Linked DNA regions of Mus musculus: regions 1, 2, 3 and 4 are each linked to region 5. A link is a contact called in public Hi-C, HiChIP or PLAC-seq and promoter capture Hi-C data. All regions are on one chromosome and are shown on one strand. Each heading gives the region's core, a stretch centred on a gene start, on an enhancer-like site or on the middle of the called end of the contact. The rest is flanking DNA. Distances are from core to core; before and after follow the strand shown.

Evidence for each region. Promoter capture Hi-C pulls out the DNA fragments that hold promoters and counts their contacts. Hi-C and Micro-C count contacts between places; a contact is called where the count stands out from the background. HiChIP or PLAC-seq counts read pairs in DNA pulled down with a chosen protein or histone mark.
Region 1: a contact with region 5 is called in a Hi-C map of regulatory T cells, with 3 times the contacts expected there. The contact joins the promoter of Mapre1 here to the promoter of Kif3b in region 5.
Region 2: a contact with region 5 is called in a promoter capture Hi-C map of the HPC-7 cell line. The contact joins the enhancer-like site here to the promoter of Kif3b in region 5. A contact is called at or near these places in 3 of 39 promoter capture datasets (the HPC-7 cell line, hippocampal neurons and neural stem cells), 2 of 484 Hi-C or Micro-C datasets (the G1E-ER4 cell line and the HPC-7 cell line) and 3 of 115 datasets of contacts at active chromatin or transcription factors (astrocytes, fetal liver and pancreatic cancer cells).
Region 3: a contact with region 5 is called in a promoter capture Hi-C map of embryonic stem cells. The contact joins the promoter of Pdrg1 here to the promoter of Kif3b in region 5. A contact is called at or near these places in 3 of 39 promoter capture datasets (embryonic stem cells, liver and pre-B cells).
Region 4: a contact with region 5 is called in a FOXA1 HiChIP or PLAC-seq map of pancreatic cancer cells. The contact joins the promoter of Dnmt3b here to the promoter of Kif3b in region 5. A contact is called at or near these places in 5 of 39 promoter capture datasets (the C10 cell line, embryonic stem cells, hippocampal neurons and 2 more), 1 of 15 datasets of contacts at CTCF or cohesin (the NIH/3T3 cell line) and 2 of 115 datasets of contacts at active chromatin or transcription factors (memory CD8 T cells and pancreatic cancer cells).

Annotation. Positions count from the first base shown.
Region 1 is chr2:153,740,017-153,742,716 of GRCm38.p6, reverse strand. It overlaps Mapre1 (microtubule-associated protein, RP/EB family, member 1), which reads right to left and starts at 1,430. Exons shown (of 7, transcript NM_007896.3): 1 at 1,298-1,430.
Region 2 is chr2:153,606,950-153,609,722 of GRCm38.p6, reverse strand. No RefSeq gene overlaps it. Among named protein-coding and RNA genes, the nearest start is that of Commd7, 24 kb to the left of the region's middle. Within about 2 kb of position 1,447, at least 150 of the 459 cell types and tissues checked have an H3K27ac peak or open chromatin away from gene starts, as enhancers often do. A contact at or near this core is called in the G1E-ER4 cell line, the HPC-7 cell line, fetal liver and 2 more, where this site is marked.
Region 3 is chr2:153,013,988-153,016,687 of GRCm38.p6, reverse strand. It overlaps Pdrg1 (p53 and DNA damage regulated 1), which reads left to right and starts at 1,305. Exons shown (of 5, transcript NM_178939.2): 1 at 1,305-1,454; 2 at 2,603-2,678. The coding sequence starts at 1,368.
Region 4 is chr2:153,648,153-153,650,852 of GRCm38.p6, reverse strand. It overlaps Dnmt3b (DNA methyltransferase 3B), which reads right to left and starts at 1,404. Exons shown (of 23, transcript NM_001271744.1): 1 at 1,113-1,404.
Region 5 is chr2:153,289,803-153,292,678 of GRCm38.p6, reverse strand. Kif3b (kinesin family member 3B) reads right to left here and starts at 1,263. Exons shown (of 9, transcript NM_008444.4): 1 at 1,175-1,263. It overlaps Gm39961 (a long non-coding RNA gene), which reads left to right and starts at 1,253. Exons shown (of 3, transcript XR_866869.2): 1 at 1,253-1,540.

The DNA.
Region 1 (2,700 bases), core at 181-2,680, 450 kb before region 5:
ACCATCCAGAGTCCTATGGAAAGGCAAGAGGGAGGTGGCACTAAAAAGAGCTATGTGACCCTGTATGAAACATGTCTCCTTTCCTCAGAAATGGCTTACCTGTAAAATGAATAAGACCCTACCTTCCTCACAGAGCTGTGGTAAGTATCAGAAAAGCACACCGCCTCCCAAGCTTCTATGTCCTGGCACTTTGACACCACAAAAGTATGAAACAGTTTCTAGATGGAGAAGGAGGAGTAGCACACAGGATATGACTCTGGAGTTGAGTTACTTGCTGGACAACGTAAGGCAAGTCCTTTCCCTACCCAAAGTCTCAGACTCGCCTCTGTAAAAGAATGATGAGCAGCTCAGCACAGTGGGGGAACTGCAGTCACCTCTCAGCCCCACAGAGAAAATAAAATGAGCAAAACACAACAGAGGGGAAAGAAAGAGAATAAAGATAGCATCTTTTCAAGGCAATGTGACTATTAAATGACACAATGCTACATCAAGCTCTTAACACAATGCCTTATACACAAGTGCCCATTAAAGAGCTATCTTGATTAATGCTAGTCAAGACATCCCATCACCGGCAGACATCAGGCCTAGCTGAACTTCCCTCAATGGGCCACCGGATCCTCATCGCCAAGATGCAGAGGTCAGGCTATACCCTGCAGTACTGGTATCGCCCTTTTACAGTAATTACAGAAATTATCTTGGCCATGTATTCATTTTCTTGCTTCCTGGCTCTCTACCCACAAAGCAGACTCCTAGAAAGCATGTCTTTGCCTGTCTACTCCCTGATGAGACCGGGGCCTAGCATTTACTAGGCACTCAACCACCACCCGCGGACCGCCTGACTTCTGCCAGGCACCGAGCTGAAACCTTTCTGTGCTTAATTCTACTGTCTCCATTTTACGGAGGAGGAAACTGAGGCACGGGGAGGCTGAAGCGCCTGCCTAAGGTCGCACTCTGCGGCCAACTCCGCGGACCAACTCCCACCCATTATGCAACGACGCCTCCTACACCCAGGGTCCCCACCGCGCCCCTCGCGCGCGCGCGCGCGCGCCCGTGGGCACACACCCTCCAGGCCCAGCCGCAAAGTCAGGACTTCGCCGGTCACCACTAGGCAGCCCCCACTTCCGGCCCACGCCCCGCCCCCGGGACAACGGAGCGCGCGCCCCCGGCCCAGGCCGCGCACCGGATCGCGGCCCCGCCCTTCCCCCCCACTGCCCGCGCGGCTCCGCACTGCTCACGAGGAGCCGCCTCCCGTGAATTCCCGACTGCTGCCGCCGCCCGGGCCCGCCAGCCGCCTCACCGGCTTTCTCAGGACCCGCGTCCGCCGTCCGCGCGCCCGGCTCCGGTTCCGTCTTCGTCTCGTTCAAACCGTCGGACCCCGCCCGCCCGCGCGCGATGACCTCACACGCACCCCGCCGTGACGCGCCGACGCAGGGGCTCGTCATCTCCCGCCCGGCCTTTTATAGAGACGGACTGGCCTGCGAGCCGGAGGCGGGGCCGAATGCTTGATCGACAGCTGGCATGCCCGGGGGCGGGGAGCAAGCCTGTTGGGCACGTGGTCAGTTGCGACCAATGACGTGTGAGTCCTCTGAGGAGGCGGAGTCCAGTTGCACATTCTGGTTTGCTGTAGCCCAGAAGAAAATTCGTTTGACCAAGATGGATTAATGAATAGGCTCGGGAGGAAGGTTAGCTCGCCTAGCATACATGAATCCCTGGTTTCAGTCCCCAACACCACAGATGGCAGCTGTGGTGGAACACACCTATCTTGCCAGCAAATCGTTTTGTCATCATCCCAGACCCTCTCTCTGGGAGTTCAGCCTGAGGTACACGAGACCCTGTCTCAGAAAGAAAAAACTGGGAGTGCTAGGCCACTCGTGTACACTTGGACAGGAAAGAGAATCACTGTAAATTCAAGGCCAGCCTGGTCTACAGTAGCAAGCTAGCCAGAGCTACACAGCGAGATCTGGTCTCAACAAAGAAAAAATGGCCATCGAAATGCTTTAGCAGGTGCATGCCCCCAAACCTGACAACATGAGTTCAAACCCCAGGACCCACTGATAGAAGGTGAGACGCGAGTCCTGCAAGTTGTCCTCTGACTAACACACATGGGCAGTGCCACTCGCATGCCTACACACACGCAAATATGCCCACAAATAACTGTGGTGGTATGAACGTTTAATCCCAGGACTCAGTAGGTAGAGACAAGAGAATCTCTGAGATCAAGGCCAGCCAGAGAGCTACACAGTTATTGTTTGCCTTTAAATTTAAAAAAAAAAAAAAAGATTTGGCGCCTGTTTTAGTTAGTGTTACAATTCCTGTAATGAAACATGACCAAAGCAACTTGGAGAGGAGAGTGCTTATTTAGCTTACTCTTCCATATTATCTCTGTTCATCACTGAAGGAAAACAGGGCAGGAACCTAGAGCCAGGAGTGGATGCAGAAGCCATGGAGGGATGTCGGTTACTAGCTTACTCCTCATGGCTTGCTCAGCCTGCTTTCTTATACAACCTGTCTTAGTCAGGGTTTCTATTCCTGCACAAACATCATGACCAAGAAGCACTTGGGGAGGAAAGGATTTATTCAGCTTACTCTCCCACATTGCTGTTCATCACCAAAGGAAGTCAAGACTGGAACTCAAACAGGTCAGGAAGCAGGAGCTGATGCAGAGGACATGGAAGGATGTTCTTTACTGGCTTAGTTCCC
Region 2 (2,773 bases), core at 198-2,697, 320 kb before region 5:
GCAGGCCTCCTCCCACCGCCTTGTCAGCAGGCCAAGCCTTGGAATTTTGTGCCAAGTCTCTGGAAAGAGGCCTGTCCTGCCAGCCAAGGGACAGAAAAACAAGATGAAAGGTTCCAGGAGTGGCAGTAGTGGTGCATGCCTGTAATCCTGACCCTTGGGATGTGTAGAGAAGACGACTGGGGATTCAAGGCCAGCTTTGCAAATCTGAGGCCAGGTTGGGCAACATGAAATCCTGTCTGGATAGATAGATAGATAGATAGATAGATAGATAGATAGATAGATAGATAGATAGATAGATAGATAGATAGATAGATAGACCTAAAAAAAAATACACAGGCCTGGAAGCTGGCCCCAGTCTTTCCTTGGGGACTACCTTTGAATCAGTGTGCCAACTCCTCTCTCCGGCCCTACTCATGCTGACCAGGAGCCAGGCAGGGGTGACTACTTCCATGAGTGTAGACCTTGGCTGGAGGAGTGAGTCCGCAGAAGCACGTGCGTCTGTTGGGACTCAGTCCGCTGCCCTTCTGGATAGCCAGCACGGCTGGGGGTGGCAACTGATGTCACTGCACTTTTCCCTGTTCAGCCTCCTTTGCGTTGTGACAGATACTGACCTCCCCATGGAGGTCACCATCTCTTTGTTTCGCCCACAGTGCTCTGGTGGGGACTTCTGTCCCTGTACTTAATTCTTCAACACGCCTGCTTCCCTAACTAGGCATTCCATTTCCTAGGGTTTGGGTCTATTGAGCCCCATAGCTGACACCCGTTTCTTGTGAAAAGATCTTTCCTGAGGAGGGAGAGGGGGAAGTGAGGTCCCTCTCCCTACCCTTTACTGGGCACTTTTTTGTTTTTATTAGGTATTTTCCTCATTTACATTTCCAATGCTATCCCAAAGTCCCCCATACCCTCCCACCGACCCACCCCCTGGGCACTTATTTTTATGGTATTAGTTACTGAACCCAAGGTTGCTCGCTGCTCCCTCCCCACCCCACCCCCCTTTTTGGAGACAGGGTTTCTCTGTGTAGCCCTGGCTATCCTGGAACTCACTCTGTAGACCAGGCTGGCCTTGAACTCAGAGATCCACCTGCCTCTGCCTCCCAAGTGCTGGGATTAAAGGCGTGCGCCACCACTGCCCGGCTACTGCTCCCCTTTTGCCTCCGGTTCATCCTTGGCAGAGTCTGGGGCTGTGGTCACTTCAAAAGCCCTGGACACCAGAAGAGGCAGGGATGTCACCAGGGAACGGGGAAGAGCCATGGCTTCAGCCCATATACTTCCTCTTCTTCTCACACCTGCCATTTCCTGACTGTGTGGTTTCTGCCCTCTGTGAGAGCTGATAAACCAAGCCTGGAGGCCCAGCGCTGTTCCCCAACGCCTCCCCTAGCTGGGCTTGGTCCCTTACCCTGGGCGGTGCTTGGCATGTGGTTGCTGGATACAGGCGTATGGCACTGTCAGGTAGACTGGCAAGCTGGCATGTAACAGCGTCTGGGTTTGCCAAGGACATTTGACACACTGCCCTACAAGCTTGCGTCTTGGAAGGCTGAGCTGAGCTGGCTCTTTAGCTAGATTGCTACAGAATGGCCTTTGCTATGGTGCGGAGGTTATGAGGGCCTGGGCTCATGGCTCTTTGGAAGCACGCAGTACTCTCAATACTGCCTGGGCCGGTGTTTACAGAAGGCGGCTCTCAGCACGGAGCAGTGAGGACCAGAAGCAACAGTGTGTTTGAAGGAGCTACAGGGGCCGCTGATTTCATCAGTATTTGGAGGTTTGGGGCACTGTGCCCTGCTTGAGAGACACTAGGAGCCAGTTTATCTGACTCCCTATTAGAGTACTAGTTAGTGACCCCTGGTGCTCACTGCCCAGTGTCAGAGCCCAGGCCCAGTGGGTGCAGTGAACTTACAGGCCATGTGAATAAAGAAAGACCATTGAAACAAAGGGCTGGGTGCCTAGCCCGAGTGGCAGTTAGGACAGCAGGCTCTAACTATTGCAGGGTCATATCATAGCCTGCTTCTGTGCCTCGGTTTCTCTGTTAGATAGTACTGGGAGGTCCAGCCCTGCTGCTTCTGGCTGTGTGGTGTCCAGTGCTGTGACTTCAGTACTTCAGCTCTGCTCTGACCTGTGCGCCCCCTGCCTCCCTCTGGGCAAACTCCTCCTCACTATCAAGGCTCAGCTCCACTGTCCTTTTCTCTAAAAGGACTTCCCTGGCCGCTTGTCTGTCTCATCTCAGGCCCCGCCATGTCCTAGGGCTTTATCCCCTTTTATCATCTTCCCCCAGCACAGAGCTTGGCGTTTGTTTTTTAGAGTCAGGCTCTCATGTAACTCAGGCTGGCTTCCGAACAATAGCCAAGTATGACCTTGAACTTCCGGTCCTCCAACACTGAGACTTCCGGTCCTCCAACACTGAGACTTCAGGTCTTCCAACACTGAGACTATAGGCATATGCCACTGTCCTTCTAGCTTTATTTATTTTTTTGTTATTGTTTTTGTTTGTTTTCTTGTTGTCTTTTGAGACAAGGTTTCCCTGTGTGGCCCTGGCTGTTCACGAACTCACTATGTAGACCAGGCTGGCCTTGAACTCAGAGGTCCACTGGTCTCTGCCTTACAACTGCTACGAGTAAAGGGGCCGCCACCACCTCCTGCTTAAATTTGCTTTCTGAGTCCGAGTCTCACTCTGTAGCTCAGCATACTCTGAAATTCATTCTGCAGCCCAGGCTGACCCCAAAGTCACAGCAACCCTCTTGCTTAGCCTCCCTGGTATTGGGATGAGTCACCATGCCTG
Region 3 (2,700 bases), core at 56-2,555, 280 kb after region 5:
AAAAGTGTCCGTGAAATTCAAGTGAGGCAAAGAATATGAATGGGCTAAGTTTCCCAGAGTCCAAAAAAGGAGACTAAAAAGTGAACCTCAGAGTTAGGCCTTAGGGGAGGTGGCTCCGTGAATGAAGAGTGTTCACTTTGCAAGAATAAGGATCTGAGTTTGAATCTCAAGCGCCTACAGAAAAACCCAGACATGGCTGTGTGAGCAGCAACAAACAGCGACAGGCAGATCCAGAGAGCTCAATGTCTAGCAAGCCTAGCCCAAAAGTGAGCTTCTGTTTCAAGGAGAGGCTCTATTTCAAGACAATAAGGTGAGAATATCAGGGAGAGACAGACACCTGACACCCTAATCTGTCTGGCCTCTGCTTGTGTCTGCAGGAGCACAGAGCACCCTTACACGCATGCAACACACACACACACACACACACACACACACACACACACCACACAAGAAAATAGATGAGATATAGCTCAGTGGTAGAGCGTGGTGTTTGAGAGGCACTGGGGTAATTCCAGTTTCGCACACGGAAAAACAAAAGAGGATTGGTGAGGCAGAAACTCCCAGGCCCAGCGTCTGAGCCTCCAGCTTTGCAACATTGGGGGACCCCTCCGGTTCTGTCAGGCAGTCACCACACACACACACACACACACACACACACACACACACACGCCTCCTCTGGGAAGTCCTGGATCCTAATTCACTCTTACGCTCTTACTGACACTCCACTGCTCCCCTGGACAGTTTCCAGCTCCTTCTGTGAATCTCGGCTTGCTACTGTGGACATTAGATTCAACAAATGCTGCAGCCAGATGCAATTTAAAATAATTACTGCTTCCTTTCCATCTTCCGGGGAGAAAGAGAGAGAGTGAGGGGAATTTCTATCACCCATTATTTACAAACTGGAAGCTGAAAACGTCGTGGATTAAAATATGAGTCTGTCTGCCACACTCAGTTTCTGGGCGTCGTTAAACCGGGACTTTATGATCTCTGTGTCTCCAAATCCCTTATCACTACCTTCCATAATGTGTAATTATTTTGCCTTCAGTGTTCGTTGTTTTCCAATGGGACGACGTTCCTAGAGTCGGGATGTTTTATTTGCAGCCGCGTTCCTGACACCCAATCTGGTATGTAGTGGATGCCCAGGAACCCTTTGAAGGGAGGGAAATGGACAGTGCGTTGTGTTGCTCCTTCAGAGCCTGTAGGGGGCGCACCTGCCCCGCTCCCAAAGCCTACCCCGCCCCTCTGGAGCCCCGCTGCGGCGCTTGCTCTTTTCACTGCGCAGGCGTGCCGGAAGTCCCAGAACAGCGCGTGCGCGGAAGGAGCCAAGGTGAAGTTGTAGCAGTGTGTCAGAAGAGGTGCGTGGCACCATGCTGTCCCCCGAGGCGGAGCGGGTGCTGCGGTACCTGGTCGAAGTAGAGGAGTTGGCCGAGGCCGTGCTGTCGGACAAGCGGCAGGTGAGAGACGTGGCGGCTGCGAGCGCGTAAGTGCGCGGGGTGGCAGGGAGCTCACCCGGTCTTCCGGCGTCACTGGTCCCAGCGGCCTGGCGCGGAGCGAGCACTGGTTCTGTGCTGGATAGTCGCCTTCCTTTCACCCTGCCCGGTCATTGCTGGTCTCCTGGATTCTCACTGTCTGCGGGAGGCTCCCCTGACACCACTTTCCAAACGCAGTCCCTGGCCCATCGTGAATCAGGTTACTGAGACATGGGCGGCATGTGTCTGGGCAATGCGCTGGGGTGTGTGGGTGTGATGTGTGGGTGTGTGGGTGTCGGGCGCGGGGGTGAGGGGTTGAGGGCCTCGTAGATCCGAAAGGGGTGCTTGGTTCTGTTTCTGTGGTAAGTGGTTAGTCCCTAAAGGGAGTTCGTGCTGGGGATCGGTTGCTTTAGACTCTAAACTTTAGAGGGCTTACTGTGTTGTCTAGGTTAGCCTTGAACAATCCGTGGTCTATCCTTGTCAGTCTCCTGAGTTCTGGGATTATAGGCGTGCATTTGGATGTTAAATGCCTCTCTCTGGCTGCTTCCTAGAGAGCGGGGAACCATTCAGGTGATCCCGATGGTCTAGAGTTAGACCAGATGGTAGTGATGGGGCGAGACATATACTTGATATATTTGATGGTCTTCAAACGCTGTCATAATGGCCATAATGGTTCTTTGTGGTCTATATTTGAGAAGGCTTGGTGGTTCACTAGCTGCGGCCCCAGATGTCACCTCTTGAGTAGTTAGCTGTCATAGTGGTACCATGCCACAGCTGTTCCAGTCCAGTATGGTTGAGTGTCTGGTGAGACTGTCAGAGTTACCTAACAAGAGTGTGTCAGTAGTCACTGTCTAGAGAAGACACTCAGCTCACTCCCTGGTGACTCTGGTACACTCTCAAGGTTGACTGGATGACACAAAATGATTCAATCTGCAGGCATTTTCCTAGCACCTTCTCTGGAGGAAGGAGGTTTGTGTCGAAGCAGAGGAGCTGGAAGCTGAGTGGGTAAAGAAGCACCTTCCCACCTGAGTCCTCCATGTTAGGCAAGACCTTGGAACTTAGCCAGAAATGATACCTTGTCTCTTCAGATTGGGGCTGGAGGCAGCTGAGTCCCCATCTGCTCCTGTTTTCAGATTGTAGACCTGGACACCAAGAGGAATCAGAACCGAGAGGGCCTGAGGGCCCTACAGAAGGACCTGAGTGTCTCTGGTAAGTTGCGACATCCTTACTG
Region 4 (2,700 bases), core at 155-2,654, 360 kb before region 5:
GGGGAGATCCCGCGTCTGGAAAGGTATATACCTGAGGTTTCCAAGGTCTGGCACAAGCCTCAGCGGGCCTGGTGGACAGAGGAAGGTCGGTGAGTGTCACCAGCCCAAAGCCCACAACATCCACAAGTCCGGAAGCACTCTACTGAGGCCTTAATTCATTTTAATTCATATGCTTCCGAGTGCAAAGCAGAAATCACAGGGAATCACAGGCAGAGGCATGGAGATCACAGGACTGCCGCTGCCACAGGTGAGACTGGAGCAAGAAACTCTTCCCCTCCGTGCAGTCCAACCTTGGGAACGCAGTAAGTAGGTCTCCGCTTTGATTGCAACCTCTAGCCTGGACGGATTCCACAGGTATCCCTAAGCAATCCCTGAAGCACGGACGATTAACCGCTAGGAAGTGGAGGCAGAGGGTCATTTTATAATTAAGGACTCAGTGTATGGACTAGGTAGTGGGGCCACCTCACCCCGGAAGAAGGCTAAGAATGGAAAGTGAGCCCCTAGGGCAGCCGGCAAGGTGAGGAACCGCCCCCCGCTGGCTCCTCCCCGGCCAGGTGTGCTCAGCCAGCCCCTCCCAGCAGCCGGCAACGCTGCAGCACAAGAGGCTCCGCTCCGGAGGACCCCGGGGACAACGCCCATCTAGCATCCCCACTTGCCGGTACCCAGAGCGCCATCCCAACCTGGGAGTGCGAGGTTCCAAGTCAGAACGGATCCACAACCACTACTACATTGACAAAACAACTTCTGCCTCTACATCCCAGCCTTTCCTCCCCGAGGAGGCTCTGGGTAAGAACTGGGCTAGGTAAGGACTTTGGGTCCCGGGGACAGCCACCGCTCGGGCCCCACTCCGCTCCCAAGTGTTCTCAACTCTACACTCCAGAAAAGTTGCTGCAGGTCTCCTTCCCTCAACTCTTCAGAGTGGCGGAGTGCAGCGGGGACTTCGCTTCCTCTGTCCCCGTGCCCAGTCCCGTGTCCCCGTCCCGCTAAGCGCCACGCGCCCCGTTCTCCCCAACCCCGGCAAACATCCAGGCGCCACCAGGGGACCTGTCGTCCCGGAACCCACACAGCCCCAACCACCAGGTCCCAGCCCACGAGGGGCGCGTGGCGCTCACCTGTCGTGAGGCTGGCTGTAGCGCGGCGCCGCGATCGCGCCGCGGGTCCTGGCCGGCGGGCGGCGCGGAGTGTCGGGTTCGCGAATCTCCGGCGCCGATCGCTGCGCTACGTTTACTTGGGCCGCTTAACCCCGGCGCTGCCGGACTGGAGCGCCCGTGCGCTCGCCCGCGCGCCAGTGGGCCACCCGGGCTAGTCCGCGGCGCTCAGGCGAGAGCGTCCACGCGGGCTGCGGCTGCGAGACGAGGGGCGGCGACGAGGACGCTACGGGCCGGGCGCGCACGGGAGTGGGTGGGGAGGGGGCGGCGCCGCTGCCCTTGTAGCCCGGGCCCGGCCCTGGCCCCGCCCCCGCCCGGGGGGCGCCCCCGCCGCAGCCACTCACCGGCCGGCCGGGCCTAGGGGACGGGCGAGGGAGATTTGAAATCCCTCCCGAGCTTCCTCGCCCTGCCTCCTCGGGAGCCTCCCCTGGGCCCCCTATGCCTTGCGGGTCACCCTCCTAGATGACCAGAGCCCACGGATAGCTCCCAGCCCTCTCCACCTGAGACACCCCCTTTCCTGTCCCCCAATCCAGATCAGATGCACACACGCACATACAAGCACATTCACAGGTCTGGATGAGCGGCCCAGAGAGGGAAGAGCTCCTGCTGGAGTCACACAGCAACCCTGCATTGGCTTTTCGACCATCCCTCCGCTGCAAAGCTGTCCAGGGCGCTGTAGTGGCCCTATGGGTCACCCGCTGGGGACCCCCGTTCTGCTTCCTGCTTTCACCTAGCTTGGCCTTTGTCAGCCATCTTGAGGGGAGAGGAGGCCTTGGAGGAAGAAAAAGCATACATGTTCCCCCAACTACCTGGGTTCCTCGTGCCAGCTGGGGAGGAGCCCTACCCTGCAGCTTAGGGCTGCCTCGGCCAAAAGGCCCACGCTGAACCACTGGAGAAACACAAATACTTATGATAGGCACCTGGCGTTCATGTTTATTTGTTTTCCTGCTTGTCTGTCTCCATACATTAGATGGTGATCACTAAAGTAGACACTAAATAAATATATGTTAAAGGGATAAACAAATCGAATGATTGCAAAGGCTCGGCTCGATACAAGGCCTAGCACGTGCAGGCTCAGCTTTCACGGATCTTTTATTTTGTTGGCTCCCTGACTTCACTCCAACCTCTTCTGCTTTGCTGCTCCTCCTACACACCAAGCATTGTCCTTCTAAGGAAAGCTTTGGCCTCTTTCCTCCTTTCAGACTTTGTTTCCCCAGATCTGTCACAAGAAGAGGCTTTCTTATCACCAAACAGAACAGTCTTCAAATCCTATAACACTGAAACCCATCTGAGATTGTTTTGTATAGTCTTGTCTGCATCTCCTAGCGGGGCAGAGGTGGCTTCCATCTTCCATCTAGATGGAAACTGGAAGCCACATCTCTCTAGGAGCACAGGTCCACAGGGAGGCTAGCATCAAAAGGAATTAACTCAATACAAGTTGGTTGAATGAATGAATGAATGAATCTCCACAGGTCTCTTGCCTCTGGGGTTCTAACTCCTGTTAAACACAGCTTTCCTCCTGCCCTTCTTCCTGGTTAGTGAGTAAATGGGC
Region 5 (2,876 bases), core at 14-2,513:
GTGACAGGCATGGCACAAGTACAGAACCTTTTAAGAGGTCAGTAACTTCCCCCCTCTGAGCAGACTACAAAGTAAAACTGTGGGTGGGGAATGGCCAGGGTGTCTAGAATACCCATATGCACTAGCAAGCTACACACCTAAGTCCTTCTGGTTCCAAGTCATCTTCCCCTTCTTGGAAGGCTCCATCCCATTAGTGATAAGTAGTACTTAACCACGTGTTTTGTGGAGGGGGAGGGGCTCAACAGGACCCACCCCTACACGAGGATTTATGGGCAGTTAACGGTTGCTAGGGGGAGGGGCTCACAACACAGCCACCCATTCCTGAGGTGTTGTGTCCCCACCACCACCACACCCCCAAACCTAACACCTCACATGAGTTATTGGTGATTGAGGGAGTAGCAGGCATTTTCTTCTGTAGTGTAGCCACGGGCAAAACGCCCATGCTCCTCAAAAGAACCTAATTTTTGTAAACTGCGCTAGGGCATGGAATTAGAAGGGACTAAAAAGTGAAGGGAAAGGGTCAGTGGGAGGGGAGCACGAATAAAATAAATTATACACACGGATGAAACGTCATCATGAAACCCGTTATATGCAATTAACATGTTTTGTTTTGTTTTTTTAAGCATCATGTCCCAAGCTACTCCAGACGCCCTGCTTCCCACGAAGGGCAATCCCATGATCTGATTTACAGATGAGAAGACTCAACGCCACGCTATGCAGCCTCAAACTCAAGCACTCAGACTTCAAACAGTTCTCTTGGTCTCCACATAGAGTATCCTGGCCGTTCACCCTCTTCCCACTTGGAGCCCTTTCATATACAAGTCTCCTCGGCAAGTGTCAAGACCCCAATGGGCAGACAGGTCTGCTGCTGCCAGAGAAGGCAAGGGGTTTGTCCAAGGTCACACAGCGAGCCAGGCACCGCCCTGAGGCTCGGACCTCAGGTTCTTGCTTCCTGAGCTGCCTTTCCAGCCAGGGCCTGGGACTGTGGCCCCGGACCGGCCGTGAGGAGCGAGCACGGGCGGCCGAGACTGGGGGGTCGTACCGGCCGCGCCCGAGAAAAAGCCGGGTGGTCAGAGATACCACAGAGGCCGGACAAAGGATGCTGCGGCTCGCAGAGCAACGACATCGGGATAATGCTGGGCGCCCCGCGGTGACCCCAGCATCTCGAACTCACCTGCGGCCGCAGCCGAGAGCGGGCGGCGGCGGCGAACCCGGGGCTCAGCCATTCCCAGCTGCCCCGGATGGGGAGAGACCGCGGCGCTCACTTCCTTAGCAACCCGGCTCGGCGACCCACTTCCTTAGCAACCGCGTCAATTTCAATAACTTTATTGGGCCTCCGAAGCGAGGAGCTCGCCGAGGGGCGGAACCCGGAGTGCAGCGGCGTTTTCCAGGTTCCCAGCGCGCGGACACTCTGACCCTCCTAGGCACCCGGACTCGGTCCTCTGGTCTCGGGTGCCTCAGTTTCTCCGTTTGTGAAACAGAGCCCAGTATCTTGGTCACACTACGCGCTTTCATCCTCCCCTTCTGAAAGCTCTTTCAGGTCAGTTCTCTGATCTGGGTCTCAGATTAGTATTGAGTGGCTCCCAATTAAGGCCACCCAGGGATGAAGGAAAATCTGTCCTGCCTGTCACTTTCATTTGGCCATCGAGTCCCACAGTCTGCCTTTCATATATTCCTGCTTTTCTCCACTTTTTTAAAGAACAGCACCACAAGCAAGGCCAGGCCACCTGTCATCTTTAGACTCGACTGCAATTCTTGTTCTCTGTTAATAGAGTATAAGGCCTGACCATCCATTCCCGGCGAGGTGACCTGAATAATAATTTAAAACCTGAAGCACATCCCTGCAAGGCATCCTTGGAGTCCCACTATTCTTACCATCAACTCAAAAAACTTTGGTTGAGCTTGATGGCTCATGACTATAGTTCTAGCACTCGGGAAATGGAGGCAGGAGGATGAACAGCTCAAGACCATGCTTGGGTACAGAGCAAGTTCCGAACTACACAGCGAGACTCTGTCCCTCAGTATCAAAAATAAATACACATAATTGTAGGGAAAAGATGCTACCCTCTGATGGCTCAGTGGGTAAACGCGTTTGACGGCTTGAGGTAGATTCCAGGGACCCACCCGGCAGGAGAGAAACAACTTAGGTTGTCCTCTGACTTCAGCACATGCAAACCAGCTGGGCTGGGAGTGCATGGTTGGCATCTCGACTAGATAGTCTGAACAATAATTTGAAAACCGGAATCACATCAAGTCATCCTCCCTGCATAGCATCTTTGGAGTCCGGCTACCCTTCCATCAAAGCAAAAAGCACTCTGGAAGGAGGAGTGGGCAGATCTCTGAGTTGGAGGCCAATGTGGTCTACAGAGCAAGTCTAGGAGAGCTGGAGCTACACACAAAGAAAAAAAAAAGATACCTACCAAACTGACGCAAAGTAAAGTTTACCTGTATTGGTTACAAACACATTATGTGTTGTTTACAAGAACATAATGCAATATATGTGTTTATGTTTCATCTCTTCTGTATCTCTTGGTAGTTTCTAGGGCTAATAATTGCCAAAATTTTCTCTCATTTTCATTAGTTCTTTTAGTTGCTCTTTGTACCCTCTCCCATTCTGGGCTGTTGTGTTTTGTTTTGTTTTAAGATTTATTTATTTATTGCATATAAACACACTATAGCTGTCTTCAGACACACCAGAAGAAGGCATCTGATCCAATTACAGATGTTTGTGAGTCACCATGTGGTTGCTGGGAATTGAACTCAGGACCTCTGGAAGAGCAGTCAGTGCTCTTAACCGCTGAGCCATCTCTCCAGCCCCTGGGCTGTCCTTAAATTCACTAGGAAAACAAAAATAACCTGGAACTTCTGATCCTCCT